6 separate regions of the Mus musculus genome follow, and regions 1, 2, 3, 4 and 5 are each linked to region 6. A link is a contact called in public ChIA-PET, HiChIP or PLAC-seq and promoter capture Hi-C data. All regions are on one chromosome and are shown on one strand. The core of a region is the stretch at or near the end of the contact, and the rest is flanking DNA. Distances in the headings are between cores, read along the strand shown.

Evidence for each region. Promoter capture Hi-C pulls out the DNA fragments that hold promoters and counts their contacts. ChIA-PET counts read pairs in DNA pulled down with a chosen protein or histone mark. HiChIP or PLAC-seq counts read pairs in DNA pulled down with a chosen protein or histone mark.
Region 1: an RNA polymerase II ChIA-PET map of memory CD8 T cells shows a contact between it and region 6, with 223 read pairs. The contact joins the enhancer-like site here to the promoter of Paqr7 in region 6. A contact is called at or near these places in 1 of 39 promoter capture datasets (pre-B cells), 1 of 484 Hi-C or Micro-C datasets (nephron progenitors), 4 of 115 datasets of contacts at active chromatin or transcription factors (acute myeloid leukemia, bone marrow-derived macrophages and memory CD8 T cells) and 3 of 9 other capture datasets (adipose tissue, liver and pancreatic islet).
Region 2: a contact with region 6 is called in an RNA polymerase II ChIA-PET map of memory CD8 T cells, with 446 read pairs. The contact joins the promoter of Rsrp1 here to the promoter of Paqr7 in region 6. A contact is called at or near these places in 3 of 39 promoter capture datasets (hippocampal neurons and liver), 3 of 484 Hi-C or Micro-C datasets (CD4 T cells, CD8 T cells and neutrophils), 7 of 115 datasets of contacts at active chromatin or transcription factors (bone marrow-derived macrophages, embryonic forebrain, large pre-B cells and 4 more) and 3 of 9 other capture datasets (adipose tissue, macrophages and pancreatic islet).
Region 3: an H3K27ac HiChIP or PLAC-seq map of embryonic stem cells shows a contact between it and region 6, with 9 read pairs. The contact joins the enhancer-like site here to the promoter of Paqr7 in region 6. A contact is called at or near these places in 1 of 484 Hi-C or Micro-C datasets (nephron progenitors), 5 of 115 datasets of contacts at active chromatin or transcription factors (bone marrow-derived macrophages, embryonic stem cells, large pre-B cells and 1 more) and 2 of 9 other capture datasets (adipose tissue and liver).
Region 4: a contact with region 6 is called in a promoter capture Hi-C map of pre-B cells, with 3 times the contacts expected there. The contact joins the promoter of Crybg2 here to the promoter of Paqr7 in region 6. A contact is called at or near these places in 2 of 39 promoter capture datasets (the 3T3-L1 cell line and pre-B cells) and 2 of 115 datasets of contacts at active chromatin or transcription factors (large pre-B cells and pancreatic cancer cells).
Region 5: an H3K27ac HiChIP or PLAC-seq map of regulatory T cells shows a contact between it and region 6, with 5 times the contacts expected there. The contact joins the enhancer-like site here to the promoter of Paqr7 in region 6. A contact is called at or near these places in 3 of 115 datasets of contacts at active chromatin or transcription factors (bone marrow-derived macrophages, large pre-B cells and regulatory T cells) and 1 of 9 other capture datasets (pancreatic islet).

What each region holds. Positions count from the first base shown.
Region 1 is chr4:134,794,956-134,797,727 of GRCm38.p6, forward strand. No RefSeq gene overlaps it. Among named protein-coding and RNA genes, the nearest start is that of Ldlrap1, 28 kb to the left of the region's middle. Within about 2 kb of position 1,291, at least 45 of the 459 cell types and tissues checked have an H3K27ac peak or open chromatin away from gene starts, as enhancers often do. A contact at or near this core is called in adipose tissue, liver and memory CD8 T cells, where this site is marked.
Region 2 is chr4:134,922,068-134,924,919 of GRCm38.p6, forward strand. Rsrp1 (arginine/serine rich protein 1) reads left to right here and starts at 1,558. Exons shown (of 5, transcript NM_023665.3): 1 at 1,558-1,700; 2 at 1,808-2,415. The coding sequence starts at 1,860.
Region 3 is chr4:134,816,402-134,819,300 of GRCm38.p6, forward strand. All of the region lies in intron 6 of Maco1 (macoilin 1), which reads right to left. Among named protein-coding and RNA genes, the nearest start is that of Maco1, 35 kb to the right of the region's middle. Within about 2 kb of position 1,585, at least 6 of the 459 cell types and tissues checked have an H3K27ac peak or open chromatin away from gene starts, as enhancers often do. A contact at or near this core is called in embryonic stem cells, where this site is marked.
Region 4 is chr4:134,066,963-134,070,006 of GRCm38.p6, forward strand. It overlaps Crybg2 (crystallin beta-gamma domain containing 2), which reads left to right and starts at 1,490. Exons shown (of 20, transcript NM_001162970.1): 1 at 1,490-1,574.
Region 5 is chr4:134,877,889-134,880,883 of GRCm38.p6, forward strand. Rhd (Rh blood group, D antigen) reads left to right here. Exons shown (of 10, transcript NM_011270.3): 3 at 2,002-2,152. Among named protein-coding and RNA genes, the nearest start is that of Rhd, 15 kb to the left of the region's middle. Within about 2 kb of position 1,668, at least 43 of the 459 cell types and tissues checked have an H3K27ac peak or open chromatin away from gene starts, as enhancers often do. A contact at or near this core is called in bone marrow-derived macrophages, pancreatic islet and regulatory T cells, where this site is marked.
Region 6 is chr4:134,495,384-134,498,083 of GRCm38.p6, forward strand. It overlaps Paqr7 (progestin and adipoQ receptor family member VII), which reads left to right and starts at 1,378. Exons shown (of 2, transcript NM_027995.3): 1 at 1,378-1,653.

The DNA.
Region 1 (2,772 bases), core at 41-2,540, 300 kb after region 6:
TGGTTGTGAGCCACCATGTGGTTGCTGGGAATTGAACTCAGGACCTCTGGAAGAGCAGCCAATGCTCTTAACCACTGAGCCATCTCACCAACCCCAATAAAAGTTTTTTTAAGAGTGAAAAATATGGGTTGGAGAGATGGCTCAGCATTTGAGAGCACTGTCTGCTCTTCCAGGGCTCCTGAGTTCAATTATCAGCAACCACATGGTGGCTCACAACCATCTATAATGGGATCTGATGCCCTCTTCTGGCATGCAGGTGTACATGCAGATAGAGCACTCATACATAATTTTTTTTTTAAAAAGTGAAAAATATTTACCTCATTATGTGTGTGTGTGTGTGTGTGTGTGCTGTGTGTGTGTGTGTGTGTGTGCTGTGCTGTGTATGTGTGTGTGTGTGCTGTACTGTGCTGTGTAGGTGTGTGTGTGTGCTGTGCTGTGCTGTGTAGGTGTGTGTGTGTGTGTGCTGTTCTCTGTGTGTGTGTGCTGTGTGTGTGTGTGCTGTGTGTGTATGTGTGTGCTATGTGTGTGTGTGTGCTGTGCTGTGTATGTGTGTGTGTGCTGTGCTCTGTGTGTGTGTGTGTTCTGTGTGTGTATGTGTGTGCTGTGTGTGTGTGTGTGCTGTGCTGTGCTGTGCTCTGTGTGTGTGTGTGCTGTGTGTGTGTGTATGTGTGTGTGTGTGTGCTGTGCTGTGTGTGTGTGCTGTGTATGTGTGTGTGTGTGTGTGTGTGTGCTGTGTGTGTGTGTGTGTGTGCTGTGTGTGTGTATGTGTGTGTGTGTGTGCTGTGCTGTGTGTGTGCTGTGCTGTGTATGTGTGTGTGTGTATGTGTGTGCTATGTGTCTGTGTGTGCTGTGCTGTGCTGTGCTCTGTGTGTGTGTGTGTGCTGTGTGTGTATGTGTGTGCTATGTGTGTGTGTGTGCTGTGTCTGTGTGCTGTGCTGTGTATGTGACAGTGCCCATGGAAGCCAGAAGAGAGCAACAGAGCCCCTGCAGTGGAGTCACAGAGGCTGAGAATGAGCCTTGGGTCCCCTGGAAGGGCAACCAGTGCTCTAACCACTGGGCCATCTCTCCAGCCCACAACTTGAGGTAACATCTGTCTTCCTCTTCCTGAGCATGGTCAATACCTGGTAACTCATCTTTGCTGACAACCTGGCAGGCAGCATCTGCCCCTCACTTCGTTACAGGAGCTGGGGAGGTAGCTCCTGCCACTTTCTTCCCCATCCCTCCCACCGGACACGGCCTCTGCACAGCGGGCTTTATGCCTGTGGGGAACCATTAGCACATATTAGCACATATGTAAGCACATATGTAAGCACATATGTAAGCACATATTAGCACATATGTAAGAGTGGTCTGCTCTTGTTGCAGCTAAGGATTGAAGCAGCGCTCACACATGCTAGGCAAATGCTCTGCCACTGGGCTTAGATCCCCAGCTCCCTTCCCTTTTTAATCTGAGTCACCTGCCCCCTCTAAGTTGCCTGGGCTGCCTGAGAACTCACTTCTGTAGCCCACTGGGGCCTTGAGATGGCATCTCCCGCCCCCCCACCCCCAGCCTCTGAGTAGCTGGGATCATGAACCCCCACCCCACCCCCAGCCTGCCTGGGAGAGGTCCTCTTTTTTTTTTGTAAAAGCTCCTAGTCTCTGTATGCTTTAGACTGTCCCCTCCAGGAAACTGAAGTGTTTGGGTGTCCCCCCTCCCCCCAACTGTCTGACACGTGGTAAGTTCAGGAGGAAAACATCTCAGATGTGGTAACTGGTTAGAGCAGTCTCCCTCTATGCTGTCCTGAGAAAAGGGCGTGGCTCCAGAGTTAATCACTTGCTGAACGCGCCTCCCAGTGCCATCACTTGGGGGCTGGGATGTCAACATAGGAACTAGGCAGAGACATGCATATTTGGACCTTGGCAAGGTCCTGAATCTCCTTCCTAGGTTCCTGATCTCTAGCCTGGAGTTCGGCCACAGGGGACCTGAGCAGGCACTTTCTCTGTGTAAGTCCTTTTGGCTGTAGTAACAAGCAGCCCTAGATTTTCCTGACTGACACAGGAAGACAGTCCTGTGTCACCACCAGACCTGAGGGCTGGCTTTGACTTCCCCCAGCTGTCCCTCTTCTTAACCAGGACAACTGTTCTTGTAGAAAGCAGGAGGCTGAGTTCCAGATATATTTGACACTTCTGCTCTTGGCCACAACTTAGTACAGGCCACAGCAAGGAGGGACGGAGTTATTATCCCTGCCTGATGGTGAGGGAGCCCGTGGTCCCTGTGGGGAGCCATGCCCATCCACCTGGGCCTCAGAGGCAGCTCTGACTCTCACCAGCCCAGAACACACAGACTCATGGCAGGGGCAGCTCCTGCCAGCCAACTGCCCTGCTGGCTGGCTGCTTTCTCTCTCTGGCTGGCTTCCTCACCTTTCCTGACAGCACAGTGCTTGCTCTGCCTCTGTCCCCTTTGAGCTTCTCCTGGCCACAGATCCTATGGTTTATTATCGGAAAACCTGAGATAAAGCCAGTTATGGTGGTGCATGCCTGTGGTCCCAGCTATGTCAGAAGCTTGAGGCCAGAGGACCACTTGAACCCAGGAATTTGAGGCCAGCTTGGGCAAGACAGCAAAGGAGAGCAAGCCTCAGTCGATGAAGCCTACAAATCACCAATGCAGGTGATGTTCACGGACCTTCTTGGGCTAGGTGACATTGGTAAACATCACTGTAAGAGATGTGACTGAGAGAAATGGAGGCTGGGGCCTAGAGAGAAGCTCAGTGACTGGGGGAAGTGAGAGACCGA
Region 2 (2,852 bases), core at 308-2,807, 430 kb after region 6:
GAAGTCAGTTCTCTCCTTCCACTCCACTGCAGGTTGTCAGTAGTGCTCCACAAGCATTTTTTTCTTCTTTTTTTAAAGATTTATTTATTTATTATATGTAAGTACATTGTAGCTGTCCTCAGACACTCCAGAAGAGGGCATCAGATTTCATTATGGATGGTTGTGAGCCACCATGTGGTCGCTGGGACTTGAACTTGGGACCTTTGGAAGAACAGTCGGCGCTCTCAACCACTGAGCTATCTCACCAGTCCCACAAGCATTCTTTATTGCTGAGCCATCCTGGTGGCCACAGTAAGGTTTTTATTTCTTCACTTTCGCTGTATATTGGGGAAGGAGGAGGAAGGAGGCACGAACAAAGAGTCCTTATTTCTGTCATCTCCCTCTAAAATCCAGAGCTTCTGTAAAACCCTGCCTAATTTCTAAGAACACCATCTCCCAATATTGAAATAGCTATTTCGTTCAGTGCTGTTCACTTACCCACAGTTTTCAAGGTCAGATATGCCTCATGACATTGAGTGTTTGGAATTTGCCCTGGAAATAAGATTAAATGTCCTGTCCTAATCACACTTGTCTTAGAACAGACCTATCGGGCTCAGGAAATGGCTTACTATTAAGAGCACTTGCTGCATTGCCTAGCACAAAGTCTGGGTTCCCAACACCCCCATACTTGGTGGCCCACAATGGCTCTGTCTTCGGTGGCATCCTGTACACACAAATTACTCTCTCTCTCTCTCTCTCACACACACACACACACACACACACACACACACACACACAATCAAGGATCACTGTTGCTCCTCAAAGGTCAACTGTGGTCGTTGGAATTCCTGTCTCGACCTCAAATTACCTTAATTAGCTCAAACAAGGCCGTTAAAGCAGCCTTTCTAAATTAAAACTATATCTTCGGGGTCCAGGGATACCCCTCCCAATCTCCACCATAGGAGGAGCCAAGAAGGGAAGCTGGGCAGCGGCTGGGGGAGGGAGGGGACGACACATGACCCGGGGACGACCGAGGCACGGGAACCGACTTGTCCTCTGTGTCCTTGATCCAGCTTTTGAGCCGGCTAAATTCTTTGCTACCCTCTCCTTTTCCCGAATTTCAAAATCGAAAGCAGGAAAGGAAGCCAAACTAAACCAAACCAAACCAAACAAAGAAAAACAAAGTTGGGCGTGGTGGCGCAGACCCCCTAGCTGAGAAGCAGAGACATGGGGATTGCCGCGAGTTCGAGGCGTGACAGGGGTACACAGCTAGCTCCTGTCTCAAAAAAAAACTCAAGATCCAAAAGCAGCCAAGGACCCCACAAACAAACAAACAAAAAACCCTGAAGTAAACAAATCCTCAAAATACCCGGATGTAGAAGGCGGGCGGGAGTGGGGGATGGGGAGGAGGCGCGGCCGTTGGTGGAGTGACAACTGACGCGCATGCGTGTCTCCAAGGCGCAGCCAACATCGCTTGGCGATTGGACGAGAGTGGGACCCGCCCTTTCGCACGGATGTCTGTGCGCATGCTCGGCGCCAGCTTCCAGTATTTTCGATGCTGACGTCGCCACTAAGCTCAGTCCCAGTCTGGACTTTGGCAGTGGAGGTTCCTGTGCTCTCCGGTCGCTGGAATCGGGAACCTCGCCCGCTTCGGTTCCTGGTCGCAGAGAAAGGTGCCCGCTTGGCCTCTCTCGCCCTCGCGAGCTCTTCATCCGTTTAAGGTGAGTGGGGCCGCTTGGTCAGGGACCGGTTCGCCCTGGGGTGTCGCGCACGCGCACTGGGCACTGCGCGCCCCACCTGGATGATAGACTCTTGACTTTCTCTGTAGTTCCTAGACGCCGTTGCGTTTGCGGACCGATCTCCGTTTTCAGAAGGGAGCCATGTCCTCGGCCGCCATGTCTAAATACGTGAACGACATGTGGCCCGGCTCTCCGCAGGAGAAAGCCTCGCCGTCCACCTCGGGCTCGGGCCGCTCCAGCCGCCTGTCGTCGCGCTCCCGCAGCCGCTCTTCGTCCCGCAGCTCCCGACGCGACTCCCGCAGCTCTAGCCGCTCGTCCTCGCGCAGCCACAGCCGGCCGCGGAGGAGCAGACGGTCCCGATCCCGGTCCCGCAGGCGCCACCAGCGCAAGTACAGGCGCTACTCACGCTCGTACTCACGCAGCCGGTCGCGCTCCCGCAGCCACCGCTATCACCGCGACAGCCGTTACGAGCGGCCGCGGAGGTACTACAAGTCGCCGTCGCCCTACCGCTCCCGGAGCAGGTCGCGCTCCCGCGGGAGGTCGCAGCACCGGTGGTCGTACTACGCGATCACTAGAGGGCGGCGCTACTACGGCTTCGGCCGGACGGTGTACCCCGAGGATCGCCCCAGGTGGAGGGAAAGATCCAGAACCAGGTCGCGCAGCAGGAGTAGAACCCCATTTCGCCTGAGTGAGAAAGGTGCGTTTTATCAGGTTGAGGTTTGTGCCCTTGGTGGGGGTGGTGTTGGGGATTGAGTTCTGGACGCTTATCACCGAGCCACCTCCCCAGCTCCTCCCCGCGTTTAACTTCCTCAGCGCGCTGTGAGTCAGCCAGGGAGTCATGTGGTTGAGCAGTTTAGCTGGGATTTCGTAAGATTAGGCCCAGGACATCTTAACATCTAGGCCTGCGTTTGTTTTGGTGCTGGAAGTCTTTTGAGATTTCTTGAAGTGAGAGAGAGTTTTTTGTTTAGTTAGTAGTTAGGTAGAATATAGTTTCTCACGTATTTCCTTTCACCTTGTGAGTAAAGTCCATGCCGGATGTGACCGGTGCAGTAACCTGAACTAAAGTCCATTTATGGCTGTGGTGGTCAAGAGAGAGGAGGCTCACTCTTTCCTACTAGCTGGGTGAAGTCAAAA
Region 3 (2,899 bases), core at 335-2,834, 320 kb after region 6:
ACAGGTGGTAAAATGATTTATAACCTCTCACTGGGTTTAACTTTTTACTATAAGAATAAAATGCAGCCGGGCAGTGGTGGCGCACACCTTTAATCCCAGCACTTGGGAGGCAGAGGCAGGCGGATTTCTGAGTTCGAGGCCAGCCTGGTCTACAGAGTGAGTTCCAGGACAGCCAGGGCTATACAGAGAAACCCTGTCTCGAAAAACAAACAAGCAAACAAACAAAAACAAGAAATGCACTCAGCATTAAAAAAAAAAAAATCTAACAAAAGAATTCAAAGTGTAAACAACTCACACTCCTCTCATTTAGGCTGAATCAAATCATACTCGGCTTGCATCTGATGTACTTCTTCCCTACGAGCCTTTTCCCCACTTTCCATGCATGTAATACATTTATCATGAAGGGGGTTAACACACATACAGCCTGAATATCAGCTGCACCTTCACCTACTCAGACACTTTCCTTAAACTACTGCACGGTGCTCTACTGTATGGTGCTAACAACTGCTCAGTGGATGAAGGTGCATTCTATAACCCACACCATGAAAGGAGAGAACCAACTTCCAGAAGTTGCCCTCTACCTCACACGCCATACCTTATATATATGTGATATATATGTGCGCGCGCGTGCGCGCACACACACACACACACACACACACACACACACACACACACACACACGGGGAGTATATAAGGACATTTACTGTATAATTTACTTACACAGGCTCTCTTCCCCTTCTTTTTAGCTAGGGTCTTATTATGTAATCCTGGCTGCACTTGAACTCACAGAGACCTGCCTGCCTCTGTCTCCCAAGTACTGGGATTGATGATGTATATCATTATGCCTGGCCACTCCATTTTCTAATTTTATAAGACGTGGCTCAATTGTTGTATCTGCTTAATAGAATGATGGATGCTGGAAATTTTAGGAGAAATATGTGAATTAGCAAGCTGAACTGAACTGAGACAGTCAGGTGCTAGGGACATTTAGTAAGCAGATATGACTACCTGTCTTAATGGTACACTTAACCCCCTTGGAGCTGAAGGTCAATACTTCTCTAGGTAAAATACACATGTATAATGTATTAATGAGAAGAAAGAAGTTCTGATTAAATAGTGTTAAGAGGTTAACGCAACATCTTCAAATGTATGCACAACACTCAATTTAACTGCCAATAGCTACCTAAACTAGAAGCAAGTCATAGAGAGAAACAAGATACAAATATAGGTAATAGTTACAACCTTCAAAATTCCAGTCGGATCAAAGGGTAGAGGACAGTACTTCCCTACCATCATGGACTCCCATCTCTCAGAGCTAAGCCTGCTCTGCCCTACCAGGGCTTCTGAGGGATTAAGGAACTCTTCCTACAAGTGCTACAACCTCATCAATTTTAGCGAGGAAGCAAATGTACTTCCTGCTTGCCCAGCCCCTGTGGGCTGGCTGGTGGGACCAGCACTGGCATAAATTCTGTGTACTTCTGTCTAGTTGTAACCAGTTACAGGTCACAATGACCTGATAGCCAGCCCAAAGCTCTGAAGCACTCACCTAGCTCTTCAGAGACGGGACCCGCCTACAGAAGCTCTCTCAACGGTCCTCAGGTCAGGCTGCAGGGCACCTAGGAAGTGGATTTGAAAGCTAAGGGCCCTCTTACCTACTCTAGTCCTATCTCTTCCCCTAATCTCAGTTATTCCCTAATCCTAACCCCAAGCCAAACTCTATGTAGTTGATAGCTGTTTAAATTCAAGAGGAAAAGATTTACATTTTAATAAGGGGAATCTCCAAACTGACTGAAGGAACTGAATGCAGATGACAGCCTTAGGCAGGCGAGATAAGAAAAACACCCCCAAGTTCTCAAGTGCCAGCCTGCACTTGGACAGATATTTTAAATATCTGAAGTTAGGGAGACCCAGAATCTAAATGTTTGTATTTCTCTGGTGATTGCCTGGAATCAGACCAAGGCAAAGATTTCTCAGAAGTTTAAAGGTTTAATGGTGCTGTGAAGTACCTTTTTTTTTTTTTTAAATAAAGCCTGCCTGTGAGCAGAGGGGATGCTTAAGGCACAGGGTAGTGAGTTTTGACAAGAGAAAGATCTGTGAGGAACAAGCTGATCTTTCTTTTTCTTTCTTTCTTTCTTTTATTTATTTATTTATTTTGGTTTTTCCAGACAGGGTTTCTCTGTGTAGCTCTGGCTGTCCTGTAACTCACTTTGTAGACCAGGCTGGCCTCGAACTCAGAAATCCACCTGCCTCTGCTGGGATTAAAGGCATGCGCCACCACGCCCAGCTCAAACTGATCTTAATAAGAATTCACCAAGAGAAAACTTGGCTCTGCAGCCACTCTAGGAGTCGTGCACCACCATGTCTCTTTGGGCTGCTGGCTGGACTCCTGGACCAGGGGGGTCAGGACCCTTGGCTCTGCAACTTTCCTCTATGTTTCTAGACCATACCCTGCTTCTAGTGGCAAAGGGGAATCTGAAAACCATGTCTAAGTTATACAGACATGCAACTGAGGCAAGTTTCCTAATGAACCCTGCTACCGATCTGTTTCCTGACACCTGCCTGTAACTGTGCAATGGGAACAGAAAATCCTACCCATTCTTCAAGGCACACTCTAGCACTGTGTGTCATAGTGCTTTCTGGAGAAGCCCTTGTGCTCTGGACGGTTAATGTGCTCATGCTTTGTGTTGGGCCCCAGCCATTCTGATGCTGAATCTGCTGTGTGAATGTGTCTCAGGGACGGGTAAAACAACTGGAAATAGAGACTATGTTCCTAAAGTTTCACGGAATTCTTACACATCGTGTCACTGATTCTCACACTGTGTCCTTCAGTGTCCTTACTCAGTAATCAGAATAGAACAGATCAGGCCAATGTCATAACTCTAGACGCAACAAACACACC
Region 4 (3,044 bases), core at 240-2,739, 430 kb before region 6:
GCTCCGCAAGAGTAAGTCACTTGCCCAAAGCCAACCAGCCAGTCAGAATTCAAACCCAGGTCTGTCTACACCCTAGCCACCTCCCCAAACCCCCTAAGGCTGCACACCTTGCAAAGAGGTCTCTTTGGCCCTGTGCAGAGCACAGGGTAACTTGTGGTTGCTGTGTGGAACATACTATGGATCTAAAAGCACCCTTAACAAAGCCAAAGCAAGGAGGTCCAGGTAGGGGTTGGTGTGCCAGTTCTGTGCCTAGGGAGGAGGACACGGGTGATCCAAACTGGCCCTGAGAGCTGCCAGGGTACCCCAGCATAGGAAGGCAGTCTGTACAAGGACGAGGGGGTGGAAAGTGAGCTGGTTTTAGAAGCAGATGGGAAACAGGCAGGAGGGTGAGGTGGGGGACATGGGGTTCTGGTTGATTGGGGTCTAGGTGAATACAGCCTGGAGTTGGAATGTAGGAGGTCCCTAGAGAGGAAGGAGGTGACTCTCAGGGACACTGTCCTTCTGGACCCACTCTCTGCTGGAGGGTTCTTTAAGCAGGTTTGACTAATGTGGGGAAAAGGGCAGAGTACAGCCGGGTAGCACGCGGGAATGTGTGAGCTCTGCGTGCACCAAGTACAGGTTCCTATTCAAGGGCAGATGGATTGCAAAGCAGAGAGAGCTTGTTTGTTGGCTGTGAGCTGAATGGGTGTGTTCCGGAGATACGTGCATACATGTGCTGTGGTGCCTGTGTGTTCTGTAGTGGAGCGTGTGGCTTGCACGCCTACAGAGCCCCTGTGTGTTTGTGTCTCTTGGTGTGTGACCATGTGTGTGTGTTGCTGTGTGTTCCTGGCTGCGTTTGTCTAGGCGGGTATCTCTGTATTTCTGTGCTGTGTGATGTGGTGGGTCTTCGACTCTGTGAATGCCTGTCTGATGCGCCATGTGTTTGGCAGCATGTGGGCCTGTGGACTGGTTTGGCCTAGTTTGGGGGTGACTCACAGGTAAGCGGGGAGAATCCCAGGACTTGTTGGGTTAGCTGAGATTTTTTTCCCACGCTCCCCCCACACCCCCCTCAGCCTCTCCCTTCCCATACCCACACACCTTGCTTAGAGGTCACAGGTCACCTTGCTAGCAAATCCACTTGTAGACGTGGAGAAGAGAGGGCTCTTGGAACAGGCCCTTGTGTTTGCAGGGGTGGTAGCTAGGTTACTGGGGTGTGTCTCCAGACAAAGGCAAAAGTGGGGAGCTATAGGCAGGCACATTCCAACACACATGAAAAACATCTTAGCCATCTTGACTGTCTAGGGATGGGACATGTGAACTGTCAGGAGGTGACCTCCCTGTCCCTAGAAGTATTCAAGCAGAAGCTATGACCACATGCTTAAGGAATGAATGGCCATCAGGGGGTGTTGTCCCTGGGTTGGGCTGGGCCTAGAATGGCATGGAGCTGATTGCTGGGACGTCATCAATACAACCCTGTGCGGACTGCCTTCCTTCAGTTTCCCCCAAGCTGTTTCCCTGTGGCCTTGCTGAAGCCCATGGGACCTTCCAAACATCTGACTCCTGGGATATCAGCTTCTTAAGAAAGCTAGCCTTGGGTGAGTCTGGCCAGGACTTGGCACTTGGCCCCAAATAATTAGCACTGAATGAATGAATGAGTGAACAAATCGGTTAGAGCTCAAGCTTTGTCGCTTGCCGCCAATGACGAGCGATCTGGGGGGATGAAGACAGGGGACTCTGTGAGGAGGAGGCTACTTATGTGGTGCTGAGTAAGGGACAAAGTGGGGGATCCCAGGGGAGAGAACACAGCTTCAGTGAGGGTGGCAGGGTCGGGCTGTTGTAAGGAGCTGAGTTTGAGCCTAGGGTGTCCATGTGTGTCTGCTCTCAACTGACCCTGGCTAAGGAAGTCTTGGGGGTCATCCAGGACTCCCCATCCTTATTCACAGGCTGTCAGAGGCCCCACAAACTCTATCCCAGACACTGGTAACAACCAGCAGTGGTCCTGGAGTTGAGTCAGACATCTGTGGGCCTCAGGCCCTTTCATCTATGCCCCCTTATAAAACCTGAGTCACTGCTGGGCCACAGGGCAGGTCAAAGTTCTGTTTCTTCCAGTTTCTTAGGAAGGAGGGAGGTAGGGAGTGGGGAGAGAATTAGGGCAGTGGGCCTATGTCTCACTCTGGGTATAGCTGTTGGGGGCTAGGTGAGCAGGGTCTTTGGGGTCCCTAGGTCTGAAAACAGCCTTGCTATGTCATACTTGGAGATATAAGCAAGGATTGCTCCTTAAGGTCTGAAGTGAACCCCAGGGCTGAGAGGTCCCCCAGTTGGTAGAGGGTTTGCCTAGCACCTCTGAAGCCCTAGGTTACATTCCAGAGCTGGGAAAAGGAAGGGTTGGGCATGCCTATCATCTGACCATTCAGAGGAAGTAGAGGCTAGAGAATCAGAGTTCAAGGTCACGGCTAGGGAGTGGACAAAGGTTGTCTGCAGTCAAACCTGACTACTCAGTCTTCTCAACCCACATGGTGGAAGGGGACAACCCACAAGCTGTCCTCACGTGCATCGTGGGACACACACACACACACACGAGTATCCACATACATGTGCACACACATGCACACATGCAGGAATGTGCACACACATACAGGCACACACACTCACCAAATGTAACTTAAGAAAAAAAAACAAGTTCAAGACCCTCTTTGGGAACAGAGAGTTCAAAGCCGCACTGGTCCACATGAGGCCCTGTCTCAAACAAATGAGCAAACCCTGGGGGGAACCCCAGTCAGCCATGCTAGTATATGCATATAATCCCAGCCCTCTGCTTGGGAAGGTGAGAACGAAGACTTGTTTTGAGTTGGAGCCCACAGTGGGCTACATAAATGCTATCAGGCCAGCCAGAGTTACATAGCAAAATGCTATCTCAGAACATCAAAAAGAGGGGCAGGCGTGGTGGTGCAAGCCTTTAATCTCAGTACTTGGGAGGCAGATTCAGGTAGAGATCTCTTGTGAGTTCGAAGTCAGCCTGGTCTACATAGTGAGCTCCAGGACAGCCAGGACTACAAAATGAGACT
Region 5 (2,995 bases), core at 418-2,917, 380 kb after region 6:
CCCCCGGAAAATTTTTTAAAAAAAATTATATATATAATTAGATTACATTAAAATAATGATAACGGACATCTCACCCCTGAGAGCAGAGAACACAGCTGTTACTTGATCCTGGAGGCTGGGTTCCTCAGCAGTTGGCACAGGATGCCGACCACGTGGTACTTGCTCAGACCTGGGGGCTTACTGGTCCTTCGTGCATGGTGGATGCTGCTTCTAAATATCAGCAAATGACTTAGCAGAAGCAGTGTGGATCAACTGGGCAGCGAGAGGGAAGGCCTGGTGGGCGGGGCCTGGAAGAAAATGCCCCATGGACATACACACAGGCCTATCTGATGGAGACAGTTCCTCAGTTGAGGGTCTCCTCTCACAAGAGATCCTCCTGCCTCAGCCTTCTGAGTGTGGAGATTACAAGTATGCTGTTACTTTTATGTGGTAGTGGGGGGTCAGAAGACTCCCTAGAAAGTCCAGGCGGTGATCAACTTCCTTGTTGTGTCTGATGTGTGTTCAAGAATTCTGCTCTTACCGGAACTCCCCAGGTGTTGTCTCTATCCTAGACAGGAAGTCATCCAAGGTCCCGATATTGCTCAGTCAGCCTTTTAAAATCCCCCCCCCCCCCTTATTTTTTCAAGACAGAGTTTCATTTGTTGTGTAGCCCTGGCTGTTCTGGAACTCACTCTGTAGAGCAGGCTGGCTTCGAACTCACAGACATCCTCCTACCTCTGCCTCTGGAGTGCTGGGATTAAAACACATGCCACCACTGCCCGGCTGAATCAGGCTTTTTAACCACCCCATGTCAGGGTCTTCCCACACTGCCCACTGCCCAGTGATTTCTGTACTGAGCTTGTCAGAGCAGTAAGCACTCACTCATCAAGAATAGCCTGTCTGGTCGCAGTGACCACCGAGATTCCCCACATACTGAGTCACTCCTGGTCCACACAGGACCTCTTCCCCATGTCCTTCTCTTACCTTCCCCTCACACCTTTGAGCCTCATGAACAACAGTGATTGCTAGGAAGGCTGTGTGCAGATGAGTGGACTCTGGCTTTAGATCTGGCTTCAGATCTGGGACCTGAATCTCATGTTTGTTATCAGTAGGTACTAGCCATCCTTCCGACTCCCTAGCCTCTTGTACACTACAGAGAACGTAGTGCCGACCTAGCAATCCCTGCTGATGGAGGGCTGACCTTTAACCTTGGACATCTCCGCAGCCTCTAAACAGCATCCGGATGCCAGCTTCATTAAATTCCTAGGCTTCAGAGAAAAGCTCAGTGCCACCTCCCCCTGGAGGCCCTCCCTGATAAGCCCAGTTGGCACAGCTGTCTCAGGAAGCCCCGTGTCTCCCAAGCCAACCAAAATCACTTTGAAAACAAAACAAAACAAAATAACAACAACAATGTTTTTCTCTACCCGAATCCCAACACCAAACCTGCACACTTGTCCAGGAGAGGAAGGATTTGACAGTCTTCATAATGCCTGCCCCAATTTACGAGTTTCCTCTTCAAGTGCTTGCCATTGCTAATCATTTTTGTATTATATATGCATATACAATGTCTTCCTTCTAACCCCTGGCCCAGCTCCGGGGAAACCAATAGGTCATTCTTATTTTACTGGCGGATGCTCCGTAAGATTAATGAGCCGCTTGGGTGGTGGGCCAGCAGGTACACGGGCGCCCTCTACTGAGCATCTGAGTGGCCACGGCAGAAAGGAAGTGTGAGGTGGCAGTGAAATTCAGGCAGCTGTGTCCCTGAGGAAGAAAAAGCCACTTTGAGTCGCAGTGACTTGTAGGAGAGGCTCTGAGACTCCCAGCATCACTGTATCGTGTCTTTGTGCAAAGAAAACTCAGACCACAGGTGCCGCCCTGATGGAGCACAGGACAGCCCCACTCTGCCTCTGTAGCGTTCCTGTGGGCGGGGCCTGAAGAGAGAGAACTCTTCTTCGTCCTCTCATCCTCTCTCTCCCTCTCTCTCCCTCCCCTTCCTACTTGCCTCCTAATCCCGCTTTTCAGCATCCAGATAGCTACCATGAGCACCTTACCTGTGCTGATCTCAGCGGGCGCTGTCCTGGGGAAGGTCAACCTGGTGCAGCTGACCGTGATGGTGCTGATGGAGGCAATGGCCTTTGGTGCCATCAGATTTGCCGACGAGAAGGTCTTCAAAGTGAGTTCCCTGGGCTGTGAGGGGGGACCTTGTGAGGGGGATCTTGGAGAAGGTGGGGAGGTAGGACGCTACCCCAACTGGAACTGCAAGTGGTTAGGCTCCACTGAGGGTTAAACACAGCAAGCGAGGGCCTGGAGCTTCACAAGGTGTTTGTTTGTTTGTTTGTTTGTTTGTTTTATGTATCAGAGTGCTCTATCTGCATTACACCTGCCCGCCAGAAGAGGGCGTCCGATCCTGTGATAGATGGTTGTGAACCACCATGTGGTCCTGACTTTGGGAGAGCACCCAGTGCTCTTAACCACTGAGCCATTTCTCCAGCCTCTTCCTAAGGTTATTAAGGGATGCGTTAAGATGAATTCCCAGAATGCAGTAGTCAGGGTTCTCTAAAGAAAGAACTGATAGAATATGTATAATATTTCAGAGTGACTAACAGGCTAGCCCAGCTAGCCCAACAATCACTAACTCCCAATGGAAATCCCAAGAATCCCGTAGTTGTTCAGTCCGCGAGGCAGGGTGTCTCAGCTGGCCGTCAGTAGACACTGGAATCCTAAAGGAACCGGTCCTAGCACCCGTGAAGGACTAAACTTGCCAGTGAGAGTGAGGGCCAGCAGGCAAAGAGCAAGCGCTTTTTCCTTCCATGTCTAAGATCTCTTGGGTTTCAGTTCATTCTAGATATAGTCGACAACCAAGCATAGCCACCACACGCAGCTGGCACACCACTCACACCTCGATGGCAGTGGTCCAGCGAGTTACAAGTTGAGTGTCTCATTTTATGCTGACGGAGTCGTTGTTGTTGTTTTATTGAGACAGGATCTCACTCTGTAGCCCTGGCCAGCCTGGAAC
Region 6 (2,700 bases), core at 128-2,627:
ACCGCTTGCCACAGGCCAAGAACATTACATATAAACCGTGGATTTGAAAACAAACCAAGAGGGGACAGGATGTGGTGGTGTATGCCGGAGACCTCAGCCTCTGCTTCACTTGTGAGCTCCAAGCAGGAGCTGGGTGAGACTCTGCCTTTAAAAACATACAAATGAACAAAAAACATACCACCTCTGACAAAAGCCAAACCAACCGGAAACAAAGAATCAAAGCAGTGAGAGCTTGACCTTCCTGCCAAAAATAGAAGCTGAGTCCGAGGCTTCTTCTAAGTCCTTACTGTTTGTTTTGTTTTGTTTTGTTTTGTTTTGTTTAAGATGGGATGTCTTTGTTTAGCGCTGGCTTTCCTGGAACTAGCTCCATAGAGTAGGCTGGCCCAGAACCCAGAGATCCCTTGCCTCTGCCTCTGGCTCCTGAGTGCTGGGATCAAAGGCGTGTGCCACCGCTGCCACCACTGTCTGCAAAGTCTCTCATTTTTATTCATCCTATCAGGACACAGTCACCATATGTTGCCCAGGCTGCCCTTGAACTCCTGGCTTCAAATAATCCTCCTGCCTCAGTCTCCAGAGTAGTAGGCACGGGATGGCAGGCCTGTCGGCTTGCCCCATGGATTCAGGAAATGTGGGCGTTTGTCTGAATTTGTTGAATGAGAGGCCAGTCTCTCACATACAATTCTCTTAAGATAATATGCTCATCACAGTACAGAGGGAAATTTTGCAGTTTCCAAAGACCTTCATGTCCACCGTTTGACCTAAACACCTTGTCAAGTGGTACTGCCATCTCTATAACACTGAGGCCCAAAAGAGCAAGGTTTGTCCAAGGTCGCAGGGTGAGCTGGGGTAGCAACAGGCTTCAATCCTGTTAATGTGTCAGGGCTCTAGACTCAAAAGCTCAGTAAAGGACAGGGCCCTAGCCTCTACCAATCAGGCCTCTTTACTCAAGACCCGGTCTGGTACTCCATTTTTGTTAGGTATGAACACCACAGAAGGGGCAGGCACATGAGGCACTGTAAGAAAGTATTTATTGGAGGCATACCCTGCCTATAAAAACCCACTGGGCTGTTCACCTTCTCTGCTGGTCCCATACCTGGAAGATGTGACAACCAGGAGTGGTTGTTCTGACAGAGATCTAGACAAATCAGGACAGGGAAAATGTCAGAGATCACGGGATGAGACTTTGATAAGCCAGAGAGCCCAGTTTGGGACGCAGCTCCCCAGGGAGAGCGACATCTGGACTACAGTAGCCCTGTGAGGCATGAGCGGTATGTGCTGAGCTCAAGCTTGCCTCAGAGCTCTTGGGACACTCATCCGACTCTCTTGCAACTATCACAGAGCGAAGCTTGCGCTTTGGGGAAGTGGGTAAACTCTGCAGGAGTCTGCAGCCTCTTATCTGAGCCTAGGTTCTCTGGGCCTTCTATTTTCAGACTGTACTGTGGCCGCAGGAAGTCCCGGGATGCGTCGTGGAGTGACCCCTCCTGCAGTCTGAGCTTGCATAACGCCAGGCGAGAAGCTGCAGACTGGCGGAGGCGGCTGAGCTCCCGGTGCCCAGCGCCGCCCTCCGGGCTTGGGGCGTGGCCGCTACCCCTTTATCTGCGACTCCAGCGCGGGGGACGCAGCAGACAGCTCCTAGCTCTGCTCTGACCACAGGTGAGACTGCTCCTGGAGATCCCGGGGCCGGGCCGGGCTGGGCTGGGCTGGGAGTAGAGAAGTGCTCCCCCGGCACGCGGGTTGGGGGTGTGCTCCTAGCTGCATGCGTGCGGTGCCCAGTGGCGGAAGTGGGCAGGTGGCAGAAGATGGGGCGAGGCCGAAGACAGCAGGACCCTGACAGCCGGACAGTTATGTAGGGGAGCACCTCCCGGTAGGGGTGAGGAGAGGTCACCAAGGGAATTAGCCTCAAGGAGGGGACCGGAAGAAGAAACGTTTGAGGTCACCCCACCCCCGGAGGAGCAGTGGGGGGGTCACTGTAAGGGAGTGGGGAGAGCAGAAGGATTATGGGAGGACCAGAGGTAGCATGCCATGGAGAAGGAGGACCAGGGCTGGAGTAAAGCCTATGAGCTTGTGGCTTGTGGAATGGGGAGAATAATTCAGTGTCGTCTGCAGAAGTTAGGCATGGGAGACAGCCTGTGCAGCAGGATCACACCCTGGGCAGGAACAACCAACCTCACAGGCTATGTGCTGCATTCTAGGAGCGAGGTTATAATGGGACAAGAAGGAGCAGGGGTGGAAGTGTGTGTGTGTGTGTGTGTGTGTGTGTGTGTGTGTGTGTGTGTGTGTGTGTGTGTGGTATGTTTTGCAGATCCTTGTGGGGGAACCCCCAAGGAAAGCTTTAGAGAGGTGGGAGGGCTACCAGGCCAGAATATTGGATCCCTTCCCTAGCGTCAGGAAAGCCAGATTGCCCTAGATAGGAAAAGAGACAAGGCCCCACCACCACCCTCAGCCTTAACCTGGGGGATTTCCTCCTAGCAGCCCCTGAAGCCCCTTAGGCTGCCTCAGGCTATGCACTGAGAGGAGGCTTGGTGGATTCCCCAAGCTGACTGTTCTTGTTGGGTACCCGGGGACACCATGATGAAGATCTTCCCTTTCAGGGTACTCCTTGGAACCGTGGGAGTGTCTGAACTTTGGGGGAAAATGTCCTTAACATTTCCATTCTGATCACGTTACTGAGTACAAATGGAGACCCACAATGCAGTGTGA